Regions from separate parts of the Mus musculus genome. Here region 1 is linked to region 2. A link is a contact called in public ChIA-PET data. All regions are on one chromosome and are shown on one strand. The core of a region is the stretch at or near the end of the contact, and the rest is flanking DNA. Distances in the headings are between cores, read along the strand shown.

Evidence for each region. ChIA-PET counts read pairs in DNA pulled down with a chosen protein or histone mark.
Region 1: an RNA polymerase II ChIA-PET map of effector CD8 T cells shows a contact between it and region 2, with 8 read pairs. The contact joins two enhancer-like sites. A contact is called at or near these places in 1 of 15 datasets of contacts at CTCF or cohesin (the NIH/3T3 cell line), 1 of 484 Hi-C or Micro-C datasets (bone marrow-derived macrophages) and 9 of 115 datasets of contacts at active chromatin or transcription factors (CD4 T cells, CD8 T cells, the NIH/3T3 cell line and 6 more).

What each region holds. Positions count from the first base shown.
Region 1 is chr10:39,478,218-39,484,569 of GRCm38.p6, forward strand. All of the region lies in intron 3 of Fyn (Fyn proto-oncogene), which reads left to right. Among named protein-coding and RNA genes, the nearest start is that of Gm40627, 110 kb to the right of the region's middle. Within about 2 kb of position 1,679, at least 19 of the 459 cell types and tissues checked have an H3K27ac peak or open chromatin away from gene starts, as enhancers often do. A contact at or near this core is called in CD8 T cells, effector CD8 T cells and regulatory T cells, where this site is marked.
Region 2 is chr10:39,187,331-39,194,140 of GRCm38.p6, forward strand. No RefSeq gene overlaps it. Among named protein-coding and RNA genes, the nearest start is that of Ccn6, 27 kb to the left of the region's middle. Within about 2 kb of position 5,556, at least 73 of the 459 cell types and tissues checked have an H3K27ac peak or open chromatin away from gene starts, as enhancers often do. A contact at or near this core is called in CD8 T cells, effector CD8 T cells and regulatory T cells, where this site is marked.

The DNA of each region.
Region 1 (6,352 bases), core at 429-2,928, 290 kb after region 2:
TTTCAGCTTTTCGGCTAGACTTTATTACCACGGTCTCAACTCCTTCAATACGATCACTCTTTTGTGGACAAGTCCTAGATTCTATATAGTCAAGGCTTGTGAGATTACTAAATTATTGATGCACCACATGTATATAGAGGCAGGTTTTCTGTGTATATATATACTTATATATGTTGTTAGATATGTTTTATTACATTATTAAGGCAAGCTCTCGGGGAAATATCCTGTTCTGAGGCTGAAACCAACCAGTTGCATTGTAGGACTTAGGGAATCACTTTGACTTGGGATGGACAAGTGAGTGTAGGGGCTGGGGTTCTTTTTTTATTTATTTATGTTATGGATATGAGTACACTGTAGCTTCAGACACACCAGAAGAGGGCATCAGATCCTGTAACAGATAGTTACGAGCCACCATGTGGTTGCTGGGAATTGAACTCAGGACCTCTGGAAGAGCAGTCAGTGTTCTTAACCTCTGAGCTACCTCTCCAGCCCGAGGCTGGGGTTCTTGTCTGTGTTCTTCTGCACGAACACCAAGGTCCATGGGGGTTCAAGCTGAAGATAAGCAGGATCCTGCTCAAGGTGGGAGAATACACACAGCAGCACGGTTCCTGTTTTAAAATACAATCAAGCGGCATTAAGAAATCATGCTGGCTGGCTGGCTGGCTGGCTGGGTTTCTCACAGTCATTATGGAGGTGATACTGGTCTTGGTTTGCCAGCATGCTGTGTTTGACAGTAGCAACTGTACAGTTTACACACTGAGAGAGAGTCTCAGAGACCAGCTCTGAGTAGAAAGGCATGCCCTGCTGTGCTTACAAGTGGTCTGTGAGCCAAGGGCCACACTACCTCGCCCTTAGGATCCTCTCCTAACCACCAAGAAAGCAAACCTAGACTGGGGTCTGGAACCCTTGAGTGAAGAGTCTCCACTTCGACAAGCAGCAAGTACAGTGTCTTCACACAGCTCAGCGGTTGTATGGGGAGGGGTAGGAGGGCACTGTCACCTCTGGGACAGATCACTCTCTTGATGCCTAAAATTGCATTATCATTGCAGTTTAGAGAGTCAGAGTTCAGACTTGCTGAGAATGGCATGCGGCTCCTAGCTTGGCAAGGTTCTGTTTGCCCTTTCTGTTAGCCTCACTAGCTCAGTGGAGCTACAGGTGGGCACAGTATTGACCAGCAAAACCTGTCTTTGGCAAGTGTGGCTAGCATGTTAAGTAACTTCACCCAACTTGGTCTTCTCAGAAGCACCCACTTTCTCATTGTCTCTGAAACCCCAACTTAAGTGAAGCTGGAGTTACTGTCACAATAAAGCACACTGTTAAGTGACTGCCTCATACAGTTGACTCAAACTGAAATTACTTTCAGCTAATACTCCCAGCATCTTTCTCACACTTGCTGCTACTAAACCACATCCCCCCCATCCTGTGCTTGGTAACTTCTTGTTGTTCAAGCCTTGTTTTCCCGTGTGACATCTCAGGTGTGACCCCTTACTCCAGCCTGTCAAAGTATTTCCATGTCTTAATATTGTCACTTCCAGCATTTCCCGCCTCTCCAAAACTCTCTTCATCTAAATGCTTTCCCAAGATAGTTTTCTGTGTCTTCAACTGAGAGATTAGCAAGGTTGGTGAAAGACTGAGAGCCCCACTTGATGCCCAGGACACCACAGGCTAGGTGTGGGTCTCCTTCAACCTTTGTCAGACTTATCCCTCACTCCTCTCCTCACCCAGGCCACAGCCCACACATCAAGTGTGTTGTGAGAGGCCAGACCTGATGCTGAGCTCCATGAAGATCCACATTTATGATCCCTGTCAAAACAAACCGGGACAGGGTCCCCTGACTGAGGGACAAGGCTCAGTGCTAAGACACTGAAGCAGGATTTCGTACACACCGCTTTACCATACCTTAAGACTTTTTCCGTGAGACTTTTCTTCCTTAAAGAAAATCAACTATTACTAAGATTTAGGGTACAGAAATAGGACGGAAGTTCACATAGAACTATTTTTACACAGTTTTTGAGTTTCCCTTGCAGGTGATAAATTATCAAATATCAACGTGTGTCAACTAGACTGTAAGAAGTCCACTGAGTCTTCCCATTCACGCCTCCTTCTACCAGCTGACAGCCAGGCTCTTTCCGTTCTGCTCCAACCCTCTCTTCTGAAGTCAAGACTGACTTGAATGGCTGAAGCTCTTCCTAGTCATGCCCCTGTTCCAGATGCTGTACAAGCTGGCACATCCTGCAGGGGGCTGCCCGAGTTCAAAAGCCAGTTCTTTCCTTTGGCTTTTCCTGGTTCTCATTTATTCAAAGCAGCAATGACCTTGTTCTTCAAGCCCTATGCCACCTAGTGGACTCCTCCCTGTCCCCCAAGTCTCCTGCACCTGTGGCCAGGACTGTCCCCACCTACTTCTAAGAAGGCTTATATTCTAAAGCAATAACCCAACCAATAACTCAATGCAGCCTTGCCTCATCTCTTCACTGGGAGACATTTCTTCCTTCATTTCTCCTCATACAGCTGCCACGGGACTGTGTTTTATGTATAATCATTTGTATGTTCCCTTTATCCAAAGCAGCTTAGGGGCAGGATGACTGCGCATTCATCTTTTTAGCTTACCAGTAGTTGACAGGCTGTATTGGATGGATGCATAACGAGACAGGTGAGAGGGTGGTTATGAAAGGGTGGGTGGAGAGTCAGGATTGACCCATGACAGGGTAAATAACACGGCAATATTTCCACTAACCAAATTAGTAATAAAATTTGTTACTCAAAGATTTGACTAACAATACTCCCAAGTCTCTCCCACGCTTTTGCTTTGATATTTTTAGAAGACTGTTGTTGTTCACCACATTACAACTGTATCAGTCCTTAGTTTTGCATGCTTTTGCATACATTTGAGAAGACGGTACTGTGGGCTTTCCTATTACACTATTCAAAAATCAGACATAATTTGAAAGCTGTCTTTGTCATTTCTTAAAGACTGGACCATACAATTTAAAATATGTTAAGATGTTGGAAACATTTTTCAACACCAAAAATCAGAATTCACTTTAAGGAGTATTTCACACGTGCTATACCATCTCCACACTTTTGTTTCCCGTTGACGGTTGTTGTTTTAGATTGATTGAACCCAGGTCTCTGAGGTTAAAGTAGAGATTAATCCCCAAGAGGAAACACTCACCCTACCTGAAAGAGAGAGCTCTGCTCTGGGATTCTCAGGCCACTGAAGGATTCACCCTGGAGCACATTTGCCTCATTTAAATCTGAAAGAGAGCTGCATCCTTCCTGTTCCTACACAAAGATGCTGAGAAAATCCACTGAGAAATCAGGCGGATTAAAATGCTTTATAGTAGTGGAACAGTGAGGAGTGAGGGAGATGATGGAGAAGTAAAGGAATAAAACCACGTGGCTCTATCGAAAGCCAACAGCACTGTTCCTCAGAATCTCGGTCTGTTGTCAAATGTGGTTCCATAGATAATGGCAACTGGAAAGAAATGTAAGGCCACTTTGTCCATTTCCAAACAAAACTCTGATCGTGCACAACTGATCCACCGAGGCGAGCTGAAAGTCACCACAAGTGGGCCAGTTGTCGGTCACCCATGGTCCTTGTAAGTGAAGGTACTGGATAATATTGTTTAAGCCCGTTTTTTGCTTTCCGAATTCCCCAGAAATTACAGAATGGGTAGAAGCATGTGCTGTTTTGTTTCAGCAGTTGAGTCAAAATGCCAGCTTGACTTTAAAGTTAACAATAGCACGAACTGGCATGATATCTATGTGGACCACAGGAAAAGGAAAGACCCAAGAGAAGAGAGCAGAGCACCCTCACCCTGTGTCTCCTCAGCAGCTGCGACTGTGTTATCTCCAGTGCAGGCAAAGCTGAGCAGGACCCAGCGTGCTTCTCAAGCTCCAGGGAGCCTTAGGAAGAACACAGAGCCATGCAGAGAGAGGCAGAGGCATCGTCACTGGGATGTGGGGACCAGCACCAGAGTACACTCCTGCCTGGTCAGAAGCTAAAGGTGTCAGATGCAGGATGCACAAGAAGGTCCTACAGACGTGGAGACAGGAATTAGGAGACACCCCACACACACACTCCTACCCCTGGGTTGGTGTTTGGAATTTGTAGAGATCTTCATGATAAAGCAAGAGATTTCTTTTCATTTTATGGTTCACTTAGGACATTACCTATAATCCACATGTGTTTCCATGTGTAGATTTGAATATGTGTTTTTCTAAAATATAGGGGCTTGAATTCTACCTATCTGAGATTAGGCTAAAACCTTTACCTTAAGCACTGTTTATTATAATTTTTTGTTTGTTTTGTTTTTTGGGGGGTTTTTTGGGGGGGGTTGAAACAGGGTTTCTTGTATAGCCCTGATTGTCCTGGAACTCACTCTGTAGACCAGGCTGGCCTCGAACTCAGAAATCCCCCTGCCTCTGCCTCCCAAGTGCATTAAAGGCATGCGCCACCATGCCCAGCAGACCTTAAGCACTATTTAAGTTATCTACATTTGCTTTTTTTTTTTTTAACCTTTTCCAGAAAAAAAAAGTCAAGAGACTAGAATCATGAACAACAAAAACATTTATGTAATTTGCCCCAGAAATATGGAATGATTTCTCACAGATAATGAAATGCTTTTGAAAATGAAGAGAAGCAGGAAGAAGCCCAGTCTAAATAAAGCACTTTATTCTCCATCTCAGGGAGAGGAGTTTGCCATTACCTTTGATCATGGCTTTGGTCATTAAAGAACTCTCGAGCTCTTCCATGCTGCTGCAATCTAAGCACCTAAGACTTGAGTCCATAGAGCCACACTCTCTCCCTTGCTTTAGGGGAGCCCTGTGTGTATACCATGAGCATGATTATTATTGTCGCTTGCAGTTGTTGCTCCAGAAAGCCTTAAAGGCATGTCACTCTAGAGAGAGAGAGAAGCTGGCAACATTTGGCTGCATGACTTTGAGGTGTGTGTATGTGGGATGTTTAATTCCTGTTCACCTAGGAGTTACTAGCTTTTAGGAATCGCCAGAGACTGAAAATACTATCATCACGAGAAGAAACTCTCAACCGTATTTGGATCAACTGTTGCACAGGTTAAAGTCTGGAGATGGCAAGTGGCCTAGCTAAGGTCACCCACTCTCTGGCCAGCGCAGAACCATATGTGGGTTTGTCTGCTCTGGAGTTGTGTTCCTCTCCTGGGGAACATCTCACTGTGGATGGCTCACAAACCTGCAACTTAGGCTGATGTCGTCTGTCATGGAGTCTCTATACCAGTTGCTGTCCCAGGGACAAGATGCAAACTAAAGCACTGGTAGACTCACGATTTCTTACTGCTGTGGTAAATACCTGACAAAGAGGTCACTGAAGGAAGGCTTCTCCTGGCTCACAGTTTGATGAGACACAGTCCTTCATGGGGGGAGGGGCAGTTGACATTGCATGATGGCTGGCGCATTCAACAGCTACTTAGATTATTTTTGTTATTTATTATTATTGTTGTTGTTTACAGTTAGGAAGCAGAGTGCTCATATCCAGCCTACTTCCTCCTTCTCTTAGGGACCTCAGCCCATGGGGAGGATGCCACTCACCCACCCACATTCAGACTGTGTCTTCCTTCTTCATTTAAGCCCTTCAGGAAGGGCTTTCATTAAACACTGAAAAGTGTGTTTTCAAGGTGATTTTTAAATATTGTCAAATTGACAATGAAGATTAATCTTTGAAACAGGTGAGGGGGTAGTTTTAAATTTCCTACTGGCTACATTGGAAAAGCAAAAAGAAATACAACGGTAATGTTGGTATAAGTTTTATTTAAGTCTGCACATTTAAAACATCATTTTTATAAATAATGACATTTTAAATTTTATTGTTATTTTTATATCCCTTGTCCATGTTAAGTTTTTACAGTTCGCTCATGTACTTCACAGTTATATTTCAGGTTGTACCAGCCATGTTTGGTTAATGCCAATTTAGTATATTAGACAGTGCAGCTCTGTATAGCCGATCAAACCCAAACTGTCTACCCAGACAAAGGCCCTTATCCTTTGAAATATAAATGTCTCTCAATGCCAGCTCATGTTCCTTTGGATTTTTATTCTTAATATGCCACAGTTGTCTCCTGGAAGCCAAGCTGGGGAAGCCAAATGAGAGCAATATGAAGTGAGAACAGTTCGTGGAAACCCAGCCCTCTCCTGCTTAGAAGGGGAAATATCTGATATATGAGTCCATGAAATAACCCCATGAAATTCTGCATTTCCTTAATGTCACACGTCCCCTTAGCAGCTGCAGCTGCTTCCTGTGAAGTGTTCAAATGGCTTTCATTTACGAGATGCCTTGCACGAAGCTGCCTATCAGAGTGATTATACATTCCAGAGC
Region 2 (6,810 bases), core at 4,306-6,805:
GTGAGGCCATATCACAACGTGCCCAAGGAAGAAGGAGATCTACTCAAAGGCCTTTAATTGTAAGTCTCAGAGCAGTGTCTGAATGTTATTTGTTGAATTCATGCTTGATTTGAAATGAGCAAATTGTTCCAGACCCAGGACACAGTCCTTTCCAAGTCACAGGTCCCAGTTGTTACACTGCATCCAAATGCCTATGTGATATCTGCATCTTTGTGGGATTATTATGAGATAACAGGTGGACAAGATTCTAGCTTTTCATGGCTTTGGATTCCCCCAGTCTGTTGAACAGCTTAGACACAAGGCAGGAGTTAGAGGATGTGGTGATTTGAATATGCTAGGCCCATACTGAGTAGTACTATTAGGAGGTGTGGCCGGGTTAGACAAAGTGTGTCACTATGTAGATGGGCTTTGGAGGTTTTCTCCTATGTTCAGGCTCCACCTATTGTGGAAAAGAGCTTCCTCCTAGCTGCCAGAGGATGCTAGTCTCTTCCGGTTGCCTTCGGATCAAGACAGAACTCCTGGCTCCTTCCTCAGCACTATGTCTGCCTGCATGCTACCAATGCTTCCTGCTATGACGATAATGGACTAAACCTCTGAAACAGTAAGCCAACCCCAATTAAATGTTGCCTTTTTAAGAGTTGCCTTGGTCATGGTGTCTCTTCGTAGCAATGAAAACCCTCATTACGACAGAGGGGACATCTGGACAGATGGTGAGTAGAACGTCAACATATCACTGTGATGGTTGTCCTACCACTGAGAATGCCACCACTGGGAAAGCAGCCACTGGAACAGCTGTTTGCCCAAGGCTGTGACCCTGCTACACAGTCCTCTTCTCTAAGGGAAGCCCATATTAATTCTTGAGCCCTAAAATTCTTTCTAGAACAGTGTCAAAGACATAGAACTTATAGGACATCTGTATGTAAAAGAGCCAATTTCTGAACCTTAAATTGTTGGTGTTCTGAATCACATGGGTCGATCAAAGAAAGAGGGTCCCTGCAGGATGTATGAAGGATTGATTCTCAGTTGCAGGGTGGAACAGTCTCTGATGGGCTGAACCACACACAGCCATACAGAAGTATACTTATTGATTGTCACACAAAAGATATTTTTAGAGTAAAACAAGTTCCTCAAACTAAAACCCAGATCTAATCTATGTGTTTTTTGAAGGCGCACCTCACCCTTGCAACTTCGGTTCTTATTGTACATATTTTCTAGTACTCAATAATGCAAGCCCTTCCAGGTTTTCCAGGACCATCTTGTTTCTAAAGTCATGCAAAGGCTGTGAAGCTTCCTCAGAAAAGCAGCTGTATGAATCACAGAAAACAATCACTGCTTCCTACAACGATTTCTTCAAGGACTAAGTCATTCTAAAAAACAACTACTTCGTTGTGATGTTTACCCTAGATGCAATGACTCTACTAACTTTCCCTCTACATTAAACAGTCAAGAGCTCCTCATGAAAAGTGTGGTCGTCCATGGAGAAAGTTATCAACAGAAGGAATCCATGCAGAAGCTCTACAGAGAGAAGTCTGCATTTGTCTCCTATTTCTCCTCTTGCTTCTAGCTGTACACAAGCTACAATGTGTTTGTGTGACCCTTAGACTAGTCCAGAGCAATCACTCCTTTGCATTTATGCTTCCAAACTCAACCATCTGTGCATAACAAGGAAGAACTTATAAAAAGTTGTTGCCATCTTAATAAACAAGTGGTTTGTGACAACTACCAAAGGGTGGGGGAGTATTGACCAAAAGGAGTGTGGTGAACGAATCAAGCCTCACTTAGCAGGTGGAATACTTCTTCTAATAGATCCCTTAAGTCTCTTTCCATTAAATTTGTCCACATTGGAGCTGGAGAAAGCACCCAAGGAGCTGAAGGGGTCTGCAACCCTATAGGTGGAACAACAATATGAACTAACAAGTACCCCTCAGAGCTCATGTCTCTAGCTGCATGTGTAGCAGAGGATAGCCTGGTTGGCCATCACTGGGAGGAGAGGCCCCTTGGTCTTGCAAATTTTGTATGCCCCAGTGCAGGGGAACGCCAGGGCCAAGAGGTGGGAGTGGGTGGGTGGGGGAGTTGGGTAGGGGGAGGGTATAGGGGACTTTCTGGATGGCATTTGAAATTTAAGTGAAGAAAATATCTGGTAGAAAATTGAAAAAAATCAAAATATATGAAATTCTCAAAGAATTAATAAAATATATATAAACATCAAAAAAAATTGTCCACATTGCACTTGACATCAGAGCAGTTGAGAGAATTAGGACTTTTTTTTAATAATAGATATTAGTTTACATATGTATTTTGGTTGCATGTATGTAAGTGCACCGTGTGGGTACAATGCCCAGAGAGCCAGAAGAGGCTGACAGGAGCTGGCATTACATCTGGTTATGAGCTGCCATGCTAGGAATCAAACCCAAGAACAATGAGTGTTCCTAACTGCTGAGCCATTTTTCAGCCAAATCAGGGCATTTCTGAAGCCATTTATTCCCCTTACCATTGCATGACAGTCAAACAGAAAGACAGGCCTTTCAAGGACCATACTTTGTTCTTTCTTTGTACCATTTGCCTAAACTAGCACTTGATTCAGGTATAAGCCTGCCACTCCTCTCGACTCTGCTCTTCCTGACTCTCTCACTGGTTTTGCATTTTTATTTGTGCCAAAATAAAGGAAAGAGCTGCCAGGGGAAACTCACAAAGTTCAAATGTAAAACTATGATTCTGCAGCTTTCATTGACTTGGGAGCTTGGGTTTGTTGGGGTCTAGGAATTGCCACACAAACCACTGGAAACCAATCTCAGTCAAGCAGGAGTGGTTTATTGAATGCCACACTCCAAGACTGATCAATCAGGGACACGTTCCATACTCAGGGGCTGAACCGTGATGTTGAGTAAAGATCCTATAGGGCTTTTAAAGCCTGTGATCTACAAACATCTGTGCCAAGTTATTTCACCAATCAGGACTTAGGGATAGGGTATTTCTGTAGGAACATGTCTTTGTTGTACACTTATCCTGCGCCCACTGGTTGGGGCATTCAACTGTGGTATGGGACTTGCCTTGCTTAATATTCATGTCTTAACTTGCCAACCAGGATGTCAGTTGCCCATAAACATGTCTCTTTCTGCCAAGTAACATGTCAGTTCCCAGGGAGGTCTTGGGAATTTAAACTTTACTTAGCTCTTACTCAGAATGGAAGTCTTATTCCAAAGAGTTTCTTATACTAGTGCAGGTGTCACTCTTATGTTGGGGGTCTATCCCAGGGGTAATGTACAAAAGCAAAAATAATAAAAGATTATACACAGGTGCAGGAAGTGCTGTTGGGTGGTTGGTTTAGGTCCAAGCTTATAGTGGGTAACTATACAAAGCAGTTCTGACTTCTATTGGGATTGGTTTCCAAGGGCACAGAACATAACAGAATATGTAATCAACTTGAGCATGAGAGAGTTTCTCAGTAACACTAGTAACAACATAGAAGAAAGTTTCCTTATGACCTTAGTAATACCACAAAATGGGAGGCTAGACAGGTAATGGTTACCAGGCCTTAACACTTCCCCTAGGCCTTAGCAGGTTTGACAACACAGAGCCCATTAACCTCACAAGTCCACAGTTTTTAAAGTGAGCTGGAAGGCTGGGTGGACTGGAGGACAACTGAGAAAGAGGGAAGGGGAAGTAAATGCAAGCCAAAGCAAAGCTGTGCATCTTGGAGGGCAGTAGTCACCCATCACCAGACAACGTTCCCACCAGAGGAGGAGTCCTTTGACCTCCACCTTGGCCTGTGACTGTATTCACTTATTTACTTACTTTCACATGTGTGATTTTTATTTTTGCCTGTTTGTGTCTTCATTTTCTGTTGCAGTGATGAAATAACCTTACCACCACCCCCAAAAAATAAAACTTAAGGGGAAAATGGTTTATTTCCACTCACAATTCCAGGTTGCAGGTTCCTCACTGTGGGGAAGTCAAGGCAGCAGGAACTTAAAATAGTGAGTCATATTATATCTATAGTCAAGAGCCGAGAGGAATGGATTAATGCATGGATGCTTGTGTTCATCTCCGTTTCTCCACTCACACAATTCAAGATCCTTTTGAATAGGAAATGGTGCCACCTTTAGTGGACAAGTCTTCTCACATCAATTAATATAATCATGATAACCCCCCAAGACAGGCTCACAGGCCAATGCAAAAGTAACTTTTATTCTCCTTTTAAAAGTGTTGTCTTGGAGGTTTACTGACTGTCTACTACCTAGACCTAGTCCTGGAAGCTTCTAGCCTCCTTACAATTTAATCTAGGCCTAGAATGTTTTCAGTCTTTGAGACTTACTGCTAAATAAACTCACCTTCCCTCTTTTGTTCTCTCTGAACTCTGGCTGATTTGACTCAGCTGCTCTGGTGAGAACTCCTCTCCCACCTGACTTATTCAATCTGGTTTTTCTCTCAGCCTCTGAATTGTTCTGCTTGGCCTCAACTAACTCTCACAATCTCTTCTAATCTTCTGGCTCCTTCTCATTCTCTTGCTTGTTCTGTCTGCCTGTGTCTAGCTTGTTCTCTCTTCCATCTGTCTCTGTAAAACTCTCCTGGTAAAACTGCCTCCTTCTCCTTCTCTGTGCTGCTCCACTCTCCCTCTCAACTCAATTGTCCTCCTCTCCAGGAACTCTACTGTATCCTGTATTGTACTCTCTTCTTCCTATGCTGTCTGTCTCTTCCTTGAGTAGTTTTCCTTTCCTCTCCTCAGGAGAGTTGGACATATCCTATTCTGTCAGATCTTTCTCTGATTTTTGTCACTTTGTCTGCTACTCAATTAGACATCACTTTCAAACATGGCTGCTTCCGTCTACAAAATAACTTTACCTTCATTGTTTGGGATTAAAGGTGAGTACCAATGTTGTGTCTGTATTCTGGCCAGAGGGAATAAAGAGGTGTGCTTAAGGCGAGTCACACCCTAACTAGAAACAGGTTCAATTATACTGTAACAAGCCAAACTGATGTAGATAATCCCCTGCTCAGTCTCTTCTCTGGTGATTCTAAATTGTGACAAGTTGATAATAGAACTAATTATCATACTTTGTTAGTTTTGAGACAGGCTCTCAGGTAGCTCAGGCTGGCCTTGTACTTCCTATGTAATTGGGATGACCTTGAACTCCTGATCCTTCCTATACCGGGATCTGAGGTATGTGATACCACACCAGGTTTTATTTGGTGCTAGGGATCAAGCCCAGGACTTCCTTCGTACATGCTAGGCAAGTATTTTACCACCTAAGCTTAATTTTCTGTCCATACTGTGTCCTTCTAGTAGGAATACTCTTAGGTATCAAATATCTTGACTCAAAATGAGAGGCCATTTTGAATTGATCCATTTTTGAGGAATGCTACCTAGGGGATATGTTCCTCTCTACAGTCCTGAAAGAGACTCCAGCTCACATCTACCTTCTAAACATCAGAGGCAATAACTCTCATACTCAGGAGGCCAACTATAGAATGTTATCATCGGTAATCACTTATCACTGTAGACTTCAGTACAATCAACTGCTTTTGCAAGCCTTTGGCTGTGAGCGCCTGAGCACAACAGGATGTGGTTAGGCGGTTGAAGCTCAGAGATCTGAAGAGCCCTATTGGGCAAGACAGAAGAAGGTATCTGAAAATCCCCACCTATAATATGCAAGTTTTGCTGACAGTGTTAGGAAATTCAGTTTCATTAAATATATATTTAGTTAATGCCTACCATGTACAATACATTGTGCTTCATGCATAAGGGACAATGGTTGCTTGCAGTGAGGGTGCAGTACTCTACAGGCTTAGACTGAAATAAACCCAATCTAAGCTCCACTCTGGAAGGACTTTGGTTTTCCCACTCTGACAATTGAATAGATTTGAGTTATTATCTAGGGTTCACTTCTGTCAGGCCACCTGAAGGAGTACCTAGGAGGGTTCTTAAACAAAGCATTTGCTATGAAAAGACTGAAGCAAATGATATACCAGAAAGAACTGTGTCCATTGGCACACAGCTCACATAGATGTCTCCAAGCACACAATTCTAAAAGACATGAATTGGGTTCTGAGGAATGATTCCACCTCCTTGTCATTTGGGCACTAGTGGAAACCCATGTAAAGACGAGGTCTGAGTTCAGAGGCTGGGAATTGGCAATATCTCCCAAGGTGCTAGTTGCGACTCTTTTTTTTCTCTCTGGGCTGAGAAGCTGCATCTCATTCTCTCTGCATTTTTCAGCAGTAAGAGCAGCTGTGGATGCATTTCTTGCACAAGTGCCCTGAGCTACCTGTGCTTTTATTAAAAAGACGGGAGGAAAGAATGTGATGAAAGAAGCCACTTCCCACACCCGGTGCTTGATATAAAGGCAGATCCTGCTTTTGAAAGATCCTGGCAGAATGTAAAAGGACACAGAAGCCCTGAAATTGGCAAGATAGACGTCAGTGTTAGCAGAACTAGCTTCGCTGATTTAGAAAAATAGAGGTGCACAATGATCTGGCCACTCCTTGAACCTGTGTGTCTGCCAATGTTCTGACCAGGTGTGTGCCCATTGCTGCACCTTCATTAGACTCTTTCCTTGTACCCCTCCCATACCCATTTCTTGAAAATAGACATTGTTTAGATCTGGAAATCCCCTAATCTCCCCCTTCTCCTTTCCCCCCTGAGGGCCTATAAAAACTGGGAATTCTTTCCCCTCGACTCCTCTACCCCTGCGTGGGATATGAGTCGTCCCCAGAGCTCTGGCTTTCCCGAATAAAGCCTCATGTGGTTTGCAACAAGCTCGGTCTGTCAGGTCTGTCGTGAGTTCTTGGGTGTCCACTATTGTCCTGAGG